Linked DNA regions of Mus musculus: region 2 is linked to region 1. A link is a contact called in public HiChIP or PLAC-seq data. All regions are on one chromosome and are shown on one strand. Each heading gives the region's core, a stretch centred on a gene start, on an enhancer-like site or on the middle of the called end of the contact. The rest is flanking DNA. Distances are from core to core; before and after follow the strand shown. Region 1 holds the start of Zfp799 (zinc finger protein 799). Region 2 overlaps Zfp870 (zinc finger protein 870).

Region 1 (7,125 bases), core at 1,606-4,105:
AAATTGGTCTGAAGTTTTCTTTCGTTGTTGGATCTCTGTGTGTTTTAGGTATATGCATAATTGTGGCTGCATTGAACTAAATGAGTAGTGTTCCTTCTGTTTCTATTTTGTGAAACAAATTTTGAAGAGTATTTGTATTCTTTGAAGGTCTGATAGAATGCTTTACTAAACCCATCTGGTCCTGGGCTTTTTTTTTTTTTTTTTTGCTTGGGAGACTATAAATGGCTGTTTCTATTTCTTTAGGGGTTATGGGACTGTTTAGATGGTTTATCTGATCCTGATTTAACTTTGGTAATTGGTATCTGTCTAGAAAATTGTCCATTTCATCATAATTTCCAGTTTTGTTGAGTATAGGCTTTTGTAGTAGGATCTGATTTTTTTGTTTTGTTTTGTTTTTTGGATTCCTCAGTTTCTTTTGTTATATCTCTCTTTTCATTTCTGATTTTGTTAATTTGGATACTGTCTCTGTGCCTCTGGTTAGGCTGGCTAAGGATTTATCTATCTTGTTGAATTTTTCAAAGAACCAGCTCCTGGGTTTGTTTGTTAAAGAATTAACAAAAAACTATACAAAAATATAGCTCTTTTTGTTTCTGCTTGGTTGATTTCAGCCCCAAGTTTGATTATTTGTTGCCATCTACTCCTCTTGGGTGAATTTGTTTCCTTTTGTCCTAGAGTTTTTAGGTGTGCTGAAAGCTGCTAGTGTATGCTCTCTCCAGTTTCTTTTTGGAGGCACTCAGTGCTATGAGTTTTCCTCTTAGCACTGCTTTCATTGTGTCCTATAATTTGGGGTAATGTTGTGCTTTCATTTTCATTAAATTCTAAAAAGTTTTTTCTTTATTTGTTCCTTGTCCAAGTTATCATTGAGCAGAGTGTTGTTCAGCTTCTATGGGTATGTCGGCTTTCTGTTGTTTTTGTTGTTGTTGAAGACCAGCCTTAGTCCATGGTGATCTGATAGGGTGCATGAGATTATTTCAGTCTTCTTGTATCTGCTGAGGCCTGTTTTGTGATGGATTATATGGTCAGTTTTGGAGAACATACCATGAGGTGCTGAGAAGAAGGTATATCCTTTTGTTTTAGGATGAAATATTCTGTAGATATCTGTTAAATCTATTTGGTCCATAACTTCTGTTAGTTACACTGTGTCTCTGTTTAGTTTCTGTTTCCATGATCTGTCTATTGCTGAGAGTGGGGTGTTGAGCTTTAGTGAAGTTTCTTTTATGAATGTGGGTACCCTTGCATTTGGAGCATAAATGTTCAGAATTGAGAGCTCTTCTTGGTAGATTTTTCCTTTGATGAGTATGAAGTGTCCTTCCTTATCTTTTATGATAATTTTAGGTTGACAGTCAATTTTATTTGATATTAGAATGGCTACTCCAGCTTGTTTTGGGGACCATTGTCTTGGAAAATTGTTTTGCAACCCTTTTCTCTGAGGTAGTGTCTGTCTTTGACACTGAGGTGCAATTCCTGTATGCAGCAAAATTCTGGATTGTTTATGTATCCAGTCTGTTAGTCTATGTCTTTTTATTGAGGAATTGAGTCCATTGGTGTTAAGAGATATTAAGAAATAGTGATTGTTGATTCCTGATATTTTTGTTGTTTGAGGTGGAATTATGTTTGTGTGGCTGTCTTCTTTTGGGTTTGTTGAAAGAAGATTACTGTCTTGCTTTTTCTAGGGTGTACTTTCCTTTCTTGTGTTGGAGTTTTCCTTCTATTATCCTTTTTAGGTCTGGATTTTTGGAAAGATATTGTGTAAATTTGTTTTTGTCATGGACTATCTTGCTCTCTCCATCTATGGTAATTGAGAGTTTTGCTGGATATAGTAGCCTGGGCTGGCATTTGTGTTTTCTTAGGGTCTGTATGACATCATATTTCTTACTGTCTTAGCTGAAGAATCAAAAAAGGAAAAAAAAATCTAATGAAGGTAGAGATCTCTGTAGAAGAGGCAGTGTAATGTTTGTAAGACCAGAGGAGATGGGTGACTTCAAGAAAACAGTGTTTTCCAGATAAGCAGGGTTGGTGCACATAAGAACTCAGAGAGACAGTGGCTACATGTACAAGACCTACATAAGTTCAATAAAGTTAGACAAAAATCCCAGCCCAGGGAAGGGGAAGTGGTAGCAAAGTCCCACTCCTAATCAAGATGCTAGGAGAGCGAAAATTGTTTTTCCTTAATGGAGTGACACAGGGAACATCAACCACACTCCAAATGAGGCCCCGTATGTGGGAGCAGCTGGCCAACACAAAGCAGAAATTTGTTGTCGCTTGCTTGTTTGATGAGATGATACATGAGGGGGTTTGGAAGACCTGTGCTTTTGAGGAAGGAGGCTGATTATTTTTATTTTTTTCATTTTATTATTTTGTGTGTGTGTGCAGGTATATTTTTCCTGCAGGTATGGTTTGTGCACCCATTGCATGCATGGTGCCCTTGGAGGCAAAAATAGGGCATCAGGCATCAGATCCCCTGGAATTAAGAGTTACAGACAATTGTGAACCACGATGAGGTTCTGGAAAGCCAACCCGAGTTCTCCAGAAGAACTTCAAAGGAGCCATCTCCCTAGCCCCAACCCTTTGACTTTTGCCCTTCTGGGATCATCAAAATATCTTGTGTGGTGATATTGAAACATGAGCTATAAATAAATGTACCAAAAAGGAACGATAAAAGTAGTGCATCTGAGAAAAAACCTTGGTGGGGCCAGGTGCTCTCCAGAGTAGGAACCAGGGTCAACTGTGAAGTCTTCCAGGGAGGAAGGAGATGTTTCTATTGTCACTCAGGATTCAGGAGGCAGGCTCACGGATTGTTGGCCAATCAAGGAGAACGTTTGGTAGCTGTGTGAACTGCCCAATGAGGAGTTTCGGTCTTCGGTGACGTAGAAAGCACAACATTTGGGGTGCCATTGTGTGTCCCCGCCATATTGTCGTCCTGTGTCTTTGACTGCGGCCCCCAGGTCTCTCTCCTCGGTATCTCTGTCCCCCCTACTGACAGCGGGAATCGCAGGAGGTCACCTGGACACCCGGTGACTGGAAATGGTGCGTGCGCAGGCTGTAGGGAGGAGGCTACTGTAAGCGGAGGCGGCAGTGGGGACGCGGCCTTCCAGGGCAGCTGAGTCTGCATCTCATCTGCTCTGCTGGGCCGCGCTGCCCGGGTCCCTCTGGATGGAGCTGGACCAGCAGGCAGAGCTGCGGTCCTGTCCTTTGCTGAGAGCTCAGTGCTGCGGGGTCTCAGGTCAGCTGGGCGCTTGCAGCCTGCGTCTCCGCAGTCTGGGAGGTGTAGGCGGAGAGTCGTGGGGAACCGTGGGTTTGGGCTCTTGTAAGGGGATTTGTAGGAAAACCGCGAGGTGAGCCCGGGTTCTATGCACGTTGTCAAAAAAAAAAAAAAAAAAAAAAAAAAAAAAAAAAAAGTAGGCTGCATTTATGTCTGCTCAGTGTCCCAATTTACTTAACAGTCAGTCATTTCTCAGCCTTTATCGGCTAGGATTTGATGAGTACACCTGGTTATCCTTGAGAGCTGGCCATTGGCAACCACGATGCATTTATCCCTATCTTAAGTATTACTATCAATAGGCAGGTAACACATGACCATTTAACACAATGGTATACAAAGTGCAAGTTACTAAATGGTTAGAAAGGCTGAAAATATAGGAGGTTCTCAAGTTGGAGGCAGAGAACTGGTAAGACTTATCAGTGAGGGTGTAGAATGTCCAATGCACGTTCCGAGCACAGGCTGTTGTTAGAAGGCCTGTTTGAAGTGAGCTGAGGTCCTAGAGCTGGAGTCCTAGGGTAGAGACGGGGCTTTTCCTGTGATAAGTTTTCTGGCTTTTGACAATTGACCCTATGACCCGTCAACCAGCTTGTTGCAGTTTCTATAGTCTCAGGCAGGGGGTTATATCTGGTTAGGCTGGTGAGTTTTATGTGCATGTATATATGATTTGGTATATTGTCAGGCGTCATTATTGAGACAGATTATTAAATTGTGCCTTTATTTGTTCTTTGTTGATATTGATATTCAGAATAAACCAGTGCAGAGTTTTTGCTTAACAAAACAGTCATGTAGGCCAGAAAGCTGATAGTTCCCAAAGCACAGAGTATCCCAGAACAGCCCCACCCCACCCTGTCTTCTCTCACATTTCAGTGACATCCGCTAGTCCTATGAGAACATGCCTATGGGTTTCACTCAAGGGAAGTTTCCTCTAAATTCCATGACTTGTATTCTTAGCCTAAGGATTCTTATAACTCTCAATAAATGCCTGACTTTCCAAACCCTTTTGACATTGCTGGACTTACTGAAAAGGAAAATTCACGTGCATGGCTTGCTCAGATTGGTCCTTATCATAAGTATTACTGGTCACGTGCATGGCTTGCTCAGATTGGTCTTTATCATAAGTATTACTGGTCACGTGCATGGCTCGCTCAGATTGGTTTTTATCATACGTATTACTGGTCACGTGCATGGCTCGCTCAGATTGGTTTTTATCATACGTATTACTGGTCACGTGCATGGCTCGCTCAGATTGGTCCTTATCATAAGTATTACTGGTCACGTGCATGGCTTGCTCAGATTGGTCTTTATCATAAGTATTACTGGTCACGTGCATGGCTCGCTCAGATTGGTCTTTATCATAAGTATTACTGGTCACGTGCATGGCTTGCTCAGATTGGTCTTTATCATAAGTATTACTGCCTTGGATTGTTTCTAAACGTTTTAACATGAAAAAATCTTCATGGGGTAAGACATGACTGGATATGAATGGGCTATTGCAATAGAATAAAGCCCCACATGGAAGATTGAAAAGCTTCCCTACAGATGGCCAGAGGGCTTCTCTTGAAGGAAGTTAAAAACAGTGGTGAATGAAGCATAGAACACCCAAGATACAATTTGCAAAACACAAGAAAATCAAGAAGAGGGAAGACCAATGGGTGGATACTTCGTTCCTCCTTAGAATAGGGAACAAAATACCCGTGAAAGGAGTTATAGAGACAAAGTTTGGAGCTAAGACGAAAGGATGGACTATCCAGACCAGAGACTACCCCACCCGGGGATCCATCCCATAATCATCCACCAAACCCAGACACTATTGCATATGCCAGCAAGATTTTGCTGAAAGGACCCTGATAGAGCTGTCTCTTGTGAGACTATGCCAGTGCCTGGCAAATACAGAAGTTGATGCTCACAGTCATCTATAAGATGGAACACAGGGCCCCCAATGGAGAAGCTAGAGAAAGTACCCAAGGAGCTGAAGGGGTCTGCAACCCTATAGGTAGAACAACAATATGAACTAACCAGTACCCCCAGAGCTTGTGTCTCTAGCTGCAGAGATATGTAGCAGAAGATGGCCTAATTGGCCATCACTGGAAAGAGAGGCCCCTTGGTATTGCAAACTTTATATGCCCCAGTACAGGGGAATGCCAGGGCCAAGAAGCAGGAGAGGGTGGGTAGGGGAGCAGGGTGGGGGGAGGGTATAGGGAACTTTCGGGATAGCATTTGAAATTTGAAATGTATATAAAGAAAATATCTAATAAAAAATGGGGAAAAAAAAAACAGTGGTGAATAAGGAAGCAAAGGCTAGTTGATAGGCCAGCCTGGTCACATAGTGAGTTTCAGGCCAGCCAGAGCTTGACAGTAAGACTCTGACTCAAAATAAATACATAAAATCTACCATACATAGCAATCACAACTTTTAAAGCCATTTCATTATTTACTGTGTATGGGGGTGGTCTGTGTGTCATGGAGTATGTATGTAAGTTAGAGGACCACTCCCTGGAGTTCGTTCTCTCCTCACATCATGTAGGTTCTAAGGAACTATGTCCTGTGCTCAGATTGCTTACCCAGTGAGGCATCTCACTGGCTCATATCTAGAGTTTTAACTTTTAATTCCTGTTCTAGGATAGTACTGTCAATTTAAGTATAGTTGTGAGGACTCAAGTACAGTGTGCAGGAGTGAATCCTAACGAACAGCTTGTCTTGGCACAATATAGCCTCTGTGTTTAATAAACTGTGTTCATCCTTTCACATTATTTAAGGCATGGACCCTCCAGGTCTTGTGGAAGCTCGAAGCTGGAGGCATGACCTGAAACTGAGGCCACTGAGTGCTACTTACTGCCTTCTTCACTGTGGCTTCCTCAGCCTGTTTTCTTATTCTACCCAGGACCATCTACCAGGATGGCACCACCCATAGTGAACTGGATCTTACCATGGCATCATTAATGAAGAAAATGCCCTCAGACTAAGATTCTCCTTCCCAGGCTGGGTGTGATGATGCCCGCCTTTAATTCCAACACTGAGGAGGCACAGGCAGGTGGATCTCTCAGAACTCAAGGCCAGCCTGGTCTACAGTGATTTCCAGGAGAGCCATGGCTGTTACACAGAGAAACCATGCCTCAAACTAACTCCCCCAAAAGAACCAAACCGAAAACAAAAAAATTCCCCTTCCCAGATATGTCAAACTTTGTTAACCAGCTCATTTATCTTCTGTGTTAACTCAGAAACAAAGGTAGCCCCATTACCTTTCGGTATGCTATTAGACAATGCATTAGGGGAGATAGTCTTTCTGACAAGTACTTTAATTACTTCATAGTCTTTTTAGTGAGAGTGGGAGAGACTTCAAACTACTCTGAACGAAAGTGTCAGCGTAGATCAACATTTATTTAAACCCGCTTGATCCTGGCATTTAAGGAAAGTTGACTTGTTCAATCCTTGAATGGGTATTAACTATGTTAATTGATTTTTTAAAAATTATTTTATTTACATGAGTACACTGTAGCTGTCTTCAGACACACCAGAAGAGGGCATTGGATCCCATTACAGATGGTTGTGAACCACCATGTGGTTGCTGGGAATTGAACTCAGGACCTCTAGAAGAGTAGTCCCTGATTTTTCTTTTTTTAAGATTTTTTATCTTAATTTTGAATCATGTGTACTAGTGTGTGCACATGAATACAGGTGCTTGGAGAGGCCAAAGGTGACAACATCTCTGTAGACGAGTTACAAACCTGACATGGGGGCTGCAAACCAAACTCAGTTCTGGATCTTTTCTCTTCTCTTCTCTTCTCTTCTCTTCTCTTCTCTTCTCTTCTCTTCTCTTCTCTTCTCTTCTCTTCTCTTCTCTTCTCTTCTCTTCTCTTCTCTTC
Region 2 (7,125 bases), core at 2,242-4,741, 47 kb before region 1:
GGACTCTGAAACGCCAGTGCTCCTGACCACTAAGCCACGTCTCCAGGCAAACAACTAGCTAACAACTGCCAGATAACTTGGTTTGTGCTATGTAGCCCAGGCAGGATGTTCTCACACTCACTGCAATGCTCATGCCTTATTCTGTCATCACCGTGTGAAGTAGTATTTTGACAGGAAGTATATCTGTTTTCATTTTCAAAAATTACATAGCTAAAAATACTCAATTGCCCATTTACTGCATGTTAAGCAAGCACTTTCCCTTATATACGTGTCTAGTCTTCGTGGTTAGATAGGTGAATATAGACACCGTTTGCTCCATCTTACTACATATTATTAGTTTCTGACAGTGCCCCTGCCTAAGAGCAGCTTCAGTATATTTGACCACAACTAGGCGTTCTAACCATAAAGAGACACAGATACCAAGATGCCGCTGCAGGTTGACTTGGTGAGCTCTTTGACTATTGGGTAGTCTGGGGTGACCTCCTTCCTGGAAAGGTGGAAGCTTTTTGAAGCCATCCACGCCTACAATTTAGTCTGTGGCAGTTACATTAGGTGCATGATTTAGTGGGTGAGTATGGCTGTGATAAACACCACAAGCCAAACGAGTGGGGAGACAGGGTTCATCTGGCTTTATACTTCAAAATCACAGTGCATCATCAAAGGGAGTCGGGACAGGAACTCAGACAGGGCAGGAAGCTGGAGGCTGATGCAGAGGCTACGGAGGGGAGCTGCTTACTACTGCTTGCTCACACTGCCTTGTTCAACCTGCTTTCTTACAGAATCCAGGACCACCAGCCCAGGGATAGCACCATCTATAATGGACTGGGCCCTCCCCCCATCAGTCACAAATCGAGAAAATGCTCTACAGCCTTGCGTTCAGCCCGGTTTTGAAGCATTTTCTCAATGTTGGTTCCCTCTTCTCAAATGACTCTAGCCTGTGTCAAGTTGTCACAAGTAACCAGTACAGTGCAGGAGCCCACGAAAGGAAAACTAGACAGCAGGGCCTGTGTATGACTCGCCAACCTGTCAAGACCAGCTTTGTTTCCCAAATGTGCTCAGGTTGGCAATCTCATACCCAGAATCAAGCCTTCCTGTTTATTTTTTCAGTGTCCTTCACCTCACCATAGTCAACATTTTAAAACATTTTTATTTTTATATATTTATGTATAGGTATGACACATTTTCAATTTTTTTATACTTATATGTGTGAGTATGGACATGTGTGACGGTAACCCGAGTCCAGAAAGCCATTAGATGCCTTATGAGTATTGCTTCTCAACCTGTGGGTTGGTGGCCTTTTAACAACCCTCCTTCTCAACAAAAAAATGTACATTATGATTCATAACAGCAGCATCACAGTTATGAACTAGCAACAAAAACAATGTAATGGTTTGAGTTGCCAAATGAACTATATTAAAGGGTCACCGCATTGGGAAGGTTGAAAACCACTTACTACCTTAGAGCAAGCTGGTAGTTGTGAGCTGCCAGGGGTGCTGGGAACTGAAGTCTGGTCCTGCCCAAGAGCAGAAGGTGCTCTTAATCACCAAGCTACGTTCCCAGCTCCTCAGCCCAATATCTTTTTTTTTAAATATTTTTAAAGATTCATTTATTTATTATATGTAAGTACACTGTAGCTGTCCTCATACAATCCAGAAGAGGGAGTCAGATCTTGTTATGGGTGGTTGTGAGCTACCATGTGGTTGCTGGGATTTAAACCCCGGACCTTCAGAAGAGCAGTCGGGTGCTCTTACCCACTGAGCCACCTCACCAGCCCTCAGCCCAATATCTTAACATTCGCATTAACCCCAGCACTTGTTTTCACCACAACAAAGAGAAACATCTGTACAGCAGCATGGATGGCAAACGTGGTTCTATTGGAAGCCTCTGGGAGCACTGCTCTCACAATTCAGACCCACACACAGTCCTGCACGTGTAAACGCAATTAAAAAGAAATACTTCAGAAAGACATTCTGTTTCCAGTTTTGTTTCTGATGCAGGCGTGGGGGTGGTGAGGGCCGGGCCCAGGACTTCACAGAAGCTCGCAAAGCGCTACCACTGAGAAGGCTAGGCTGACTCCAGACAAGCTTCAGGAGACAGGCCTAAATATGTTTCCATGAACTGGACAAGTCCAGGCAAGCTCAAGCAAGTCGGCTACTAGAAAAACCCTTCAGGCAGCTAGTCGGAAGCTGTCGCGCCACCCAACCTGAGGCAAGGACAATGGCAAGGACAGCAGCACTTTTCAGCCGCCACGCCCCATAATGGCTCTGGGATGTCCCTAGATATGAACTCAACAGATTAAGATAGAGGTCACCTACCCAGAGTTCCCCTACTGTGCTTTAAATCAGGCCTGCGAGCTCACTTCGGGGGGGTCTCTCTGTCTTTATCTTGGTAGTGGGAGACCCCAGCATGATGGACTTCTGCAGAATAAAACACTGTGTTTACATACTACTTGAATCCCCTGTATCATTCTTCGGACAATCATGAACCCTTACACCATTAAGATGCCTATCTAGCCCTGCAGTCCTTTTGGAAAATACTTGGCTTTTGGAATTGGCTTTGAGGAAGACCACAACAGCCAAAGAGTAGGAAGCCAAATATTGCCGCTGATTATAGTTCTGAAAGTGTAAGACCCGAAAAGCCTTACGTCCGGGATGTCCCACTCACAGAGACGGAGATCGATGCAAAAAGCAAGAGGTTTATTAATCCACCCTGCTGGGGTCGTTCTGAAATCAGGATAGAAGCAACCCTGAGTAGCTAAAGCACACACCTTTTATACATTTTTTAGAGCAGTTCTCAGTCACAGTTTAGGGCTGGCAGTTTATCACTGGTTAACCTTTAACTGCATTAAGGGGGCAGACTTAAGGACCGGAGACATTGTGTGGGCTTTTCTATACAATCGGAAGACTTAGCACACCTTGCAGTGAGGCAAATTCTGGGAAAAGAACACATTTACTTAACTTTTTTACAACCATGGTCATTTTGAGCTACCACAAATCTTACAAAAGGAGTTTCCCACCGAGCCCCAAGGTCTGTAACTGCCTTCATGGCCAGTGTGATTCCTTCATTAATCCCTGCTGGTGCTCAATGTCCTGCATGGACGACAGCGGGATTCTGGGATCGGGAAAGATCAAGAGTCTGTAATTTGAGCTCTACCTTGCCTGGTTCAAGTTGCTTCCTCTGTTCCTGGGTCTTGAGGAGGTGGGTCCAAGGTGTTACTTGAGCGCTTGTATTGATTGGCCAACGAGGAGTTTGTTCTGTGAGTGAGGCATTCTGCCACTATCAGATCTGTTTCTTTTCCTGCGCATTTTAGGTACCTGTGTGTTCTTTGAAAGCAGATCCTAGAGCACAGTCCTTGGCCTCCAGGTCGCATTCATTGACTGCAGGAGTGGCAGGAGGACACCAGGACACGAAAAGACAGGAAATGGTGAATGCTGTTGAGCGTCCCAGGTGTGGGAGGAGGCAGCTGCAACCTGGAGGCGGTAAGGGATACCGCTGATACTGCTTGCCGCTGAGTCTGGTCTGTCCCCGCTGGCCCCTGCTGCTTCTGGCATCCTGCTAGAAGGAGCTGGGCCAGCAGGCAGAGCTTCGGGCCTTTCCTTATCTGAGCTTTGGGTGTTGCAACGTCTCTTAGCTTAGCGCGTGCTGCCCGGGTCCCCTACAGTCTGGGTCGTGAGTGGGCCGCCTTAGGAGTCGAACTGGGGCTTTTTTGCAGAGATGAGGGAGGGGGATCTACGTGGATGGTAGCTGTTAATTCACTGCCCTGCTCTTTACCTAAAACCTCGCCACACTCCCATGTAATGTCTCAGGATGCAGCTACTAAGAGTATCTGTGACTCTCAATATTATAAACAAACAAAACGGGGCAGAGAAGCATCCGGACACAATGACAGCCGGAGACCACTTTTTTGGAATAGCACGGCTTTATTCCCTGGATGAGTTGAGTGCACCTAACAGGGCTCGGGGACTTACACAGGAAGTTCAAGCTTTTTATTGGTTCGGTTCGGTTCCATTGGGAGCAGAGGGTTTGGGAAACTCCATATCCGGTCTTCTTGTTTCTGCAGGTAGAGCGGAATTAACGGTCATGCTGTGGTTAAGAACTCCATATGACTAGGCGCCTGCACAACCTGGCTCAATTTCTCATAAACCTCAAGTCATGAGCTAAACCTCAGCTGCAGTTAAGGTGGGGAAAACGACTGGATGCAGGATAGCTTAGAGTCATGGCTCTCTAGTCTTTTGTAAGGGGGTGGGGAGTTGGACTTTTCCAGACAGGGTTTCTCTGTGTAGTTCTTCTGGCTGTCCTGGAACCCACATTGTGAACCAGGCTGATCTCAGACTCAGAAGTCTCTCTGCCTCTCCAGAGCTGGGAGTAAAGGCTTGCACCACCACACCCAGCTTCAGGGCTCAAGTGTCTATCTGTTCCTTCTCCGATGCTTTTTCACACTGCCCGTGCTTAGCGTAGGTCTGCCTGTGGTTATAGATTATGCCTTAGGTTATAGCTGCCTGAGGCTTGATATTATAATTCACCCAGTGAATCTCTTCTCAGCTCCCTTTCTGTCAAACCTATAACATCATTCATCTTACAGTGACCACAAGAGCCTTGAGCCCGTTATGTCAGGCAACAGACAGACACGTTTGTGTTATTGAAGCTGGCATTCCCAACCTGTGCCCCAAGTCAGGCCCAGCCCCCTGTTCTCAGTAAGCCAATAAAGAAGAGCCAAATATTGGTGAAAAGCAGAAAAGATGCATTCAGTGTCTGTACATTGGAAAGTGTTAACGCCTGGGGAACTGCTGCCTGCCTGTTTAGCAAGCCACTGCATGCTGCTATTGCTGTCACTAGGAGACTTCCTCATGTCCAGGTTGATTGCATATTCTGTTATGTTCTGTGCTTTGGTGTTTTTTTGAAACCAATCACAATAAAGTCAGAAGTGCTTTGTATAGTTAGCCGCAATAAGCTTGGCCCTGAACCAATGGCCTGGTAGCACTGTGTATGCGCTTTTATGGTTTTTGCTTTTGTTGTTGATGTTGTTCTTAAAATTTTTTAAAAGATTTATTTACTTTGAATGTGCATTGGTGTTTTACCTGTATATTTATGCCTATGTGAGGGTGCCAGCTCTCCTGGACCTGGAGTTACAAACAGGAGTTGTAAACTGCCATATGGGTGCTGGGAATTGAACCAGGATCCTAAACTCTGAGCTATCTCTTCAGCCCATGATAAACATTTTTTTCTTAAGATTTATTTATTTATTATATGTAAGTACACTGTAGCTGTCTTCAGACACTCCAGAAGAGGGCGTCAGATCTCATTACAGATGGTTGTGAGCCACCATGTGGTTGCTGGGATTTAAACTCAGGACCTTTGGAAAAGCAGTTGGTGCTCTTATCCGTTGAGCCATCTCACCAGCCCCAACATTTTTTAATTATTTATTTTATGTATATGATTGCTCTATCTGCATGTAAACCTGTGTGCCAAATCCCATTACAGATGTTTGTGAGCCACCATGCGGTTTCTGGGAACTAAACACAGGACCTCTGGAAGAGTAGTCAGTGCTCTTAACAACTGAGCCATATCTCCAGTCCCTTGATAACCATTTTTAATGGTCACTTATTGTTGTGATTTATTTAAAAACAAAAACAAAAACCAACAAGATATGTTTGGTAGAGCTGAGTATGGTGAGGTGGGAGGGATGCATTGGTGGGCCCATGCTGAGGCATCCCTTCCTCCTGAGGTACCAGTCATACAATGGGTATAGTATAGAATAGAGTTTATTTATAGATATGGGAAAGGGAATTGAGGAGGGAGTAGAGACAGAGAATGACAGAGACAGACAGACGGACTGACAGGCTGATGGGGACGGGGGGAGTGGGGAGAGGGAGAAAGGAGTCAGGGAGAGAAGAGAGTCAAAGAGAGACAAGGGGCAAAGAGCAGTTTTTGCTTTTATAAGCTGCCCCTGGGATGGCTGTGAGTATTCAATAAATAAGAGAGACACCTACACCAATAGAAGAAGCCATTTGAAATAAGACTTCTGGCTGGAGAGATGGCTCAGAGGTTAAGAGCACTGACTGCTCATTCAGAGGTCCTGAGTCCAATTCCCAGCAACCACATTGTGGCTCACAACCATCTGTAATGGGAGGGAATTTAAAAACCTGTTTTGGTGTGTGTCTGAAGAGATCAACAGTATACTCACATACATAAAATAAATAAATCTTAAAGAAAGAAAGAAAGAAAGAGAGAGAGAGAGAGAGAGAGAGAGAGAGAGAGAGAGAGAGGAAGGAAGGAAGGAAGGAAGGAAGGAAGGAAGGAAAGAAAAGAAAGAAAGAAAGAAAGAAAGAAAGAAAGAAAGAAAGAAAGAAAGAAAGAAAGGAAGGAAGGAAGAAAGAAAAGAAAGAAAGAAAGAAAGAAAGAAAGAAAGAAAGAAAGAAAGAAAGAAAGGAAGGAAGGAAGGAAGGAAGAAAGAAAGGAGACTTCCATTTTGAGTAGGAGTTAAGTGAAATTTTAAGTTCTAAGACCACCATGGAAATTGACATCCTGTCATCCTGGTTGGCAAGTTAAGTCATGAATGTTAGGCAAGCAAGTCACTCTGCCACCATTGAATAACCCAACCAATGATGACAGAATAAATGTAATAAATAAGTAAGTAAGTAAGTAAATAAATAAATAAATAAATAAATAAATAAATAAATAAATAAATACATAAGACATATTCCTAAGGAAGTCCCCTATCCTTAGATCCTGATTAGTAGAATGGTAGAATAACTTGGCACAGATGTTTGTGGATTTCAAGTTTAAAAGCTCTGAAGGATTCTGGCTTTTGGGGGGAGGGGGGCAGGGGATGTTGCAATCAGCTCCATCAGTCCTGGGGCAAATACACAATAAACTCTTCCTGTCTGACTAAGATCTGTGTTCCTGTGGTTTGTGAAGAGATTCCTGGACCCCAGTAGAGGAAGAAGAGATCTAGGGAGGCCCCTATGTCTGTCTTCAAGGTCCTGAAGTGAGATCAGAGTGAAGTAGAGGCCAGGGATGTGCATGAGCAAACAGTGATGTTGAGGTCTGGTCCTGCACTGGCCCACCACTGGTGGGCTTCAGGCTCATCCTGCTAGGTCATCGGACAAATTGTTAGAAGGGTGT

What was found. HiChIP or PLAC-seq counts read pairs in DNA pulled down with a chosen protein or histone mark.
Region 2: a contact with region 1 is called in an H3K27ac HiChIP or PLAC-seq map of embryonic stem cells, with 7 read pairs. The contact joins the enhancer-like site here to the promoter of Zfp799 in region 1. A contact is called at or near these places in 5 of 39 promoter capture datasets (3T3-L1-derived adipocytes, the HPC-7 cell line, cranial neural crest and 2 more), 2 of 484 Hi-C or Micro-C datasets (embryonic stem cells and nephron progenitors), 4 of 115 datasets of contacts at active chromatin or transcription factors (embryonic stem cells, memory CD8 T cells and trophoblast stem cells) and 4 of 9 other capture datasets (adipose tissue, embryonic stem cells, liver and 1 more).

Annotation. Positions count from the first base shown.
Region 1 is chr17:32,825,991-32,833,115 of GRCm38.p6, reverse strand. Zfp799 (zinc finger protein 799) reads left to right here and starts at 2,855. Exons shown (of 4, transcript NM_177359.5): 1 at 2,855-3,027. The coding sequence starts at 3,025.
Region 2 is chr17:32,874,062-32,881,186 of GRCm38.p6, reverse strand. It overlaps Zfp870 (zinc finger protein 870), which reads left to right. Exons shown (of 4, transcript NM_207245.2): 4 at 1-1,966. Among named protein-coding and RNA genes, the nearest start is that of Gm50050, 13 kb to the right of the region's middle. Within about 2 kb of position 3,491, at least 38 of the 459 cell types and tissues checked have an H3K27ac peak or open chromatin away from gene starts, as enhancers often do. A contact at or near this core is called in embryonic stem cells, nephron progenitors and trophoblast stem cells, where this site is marked.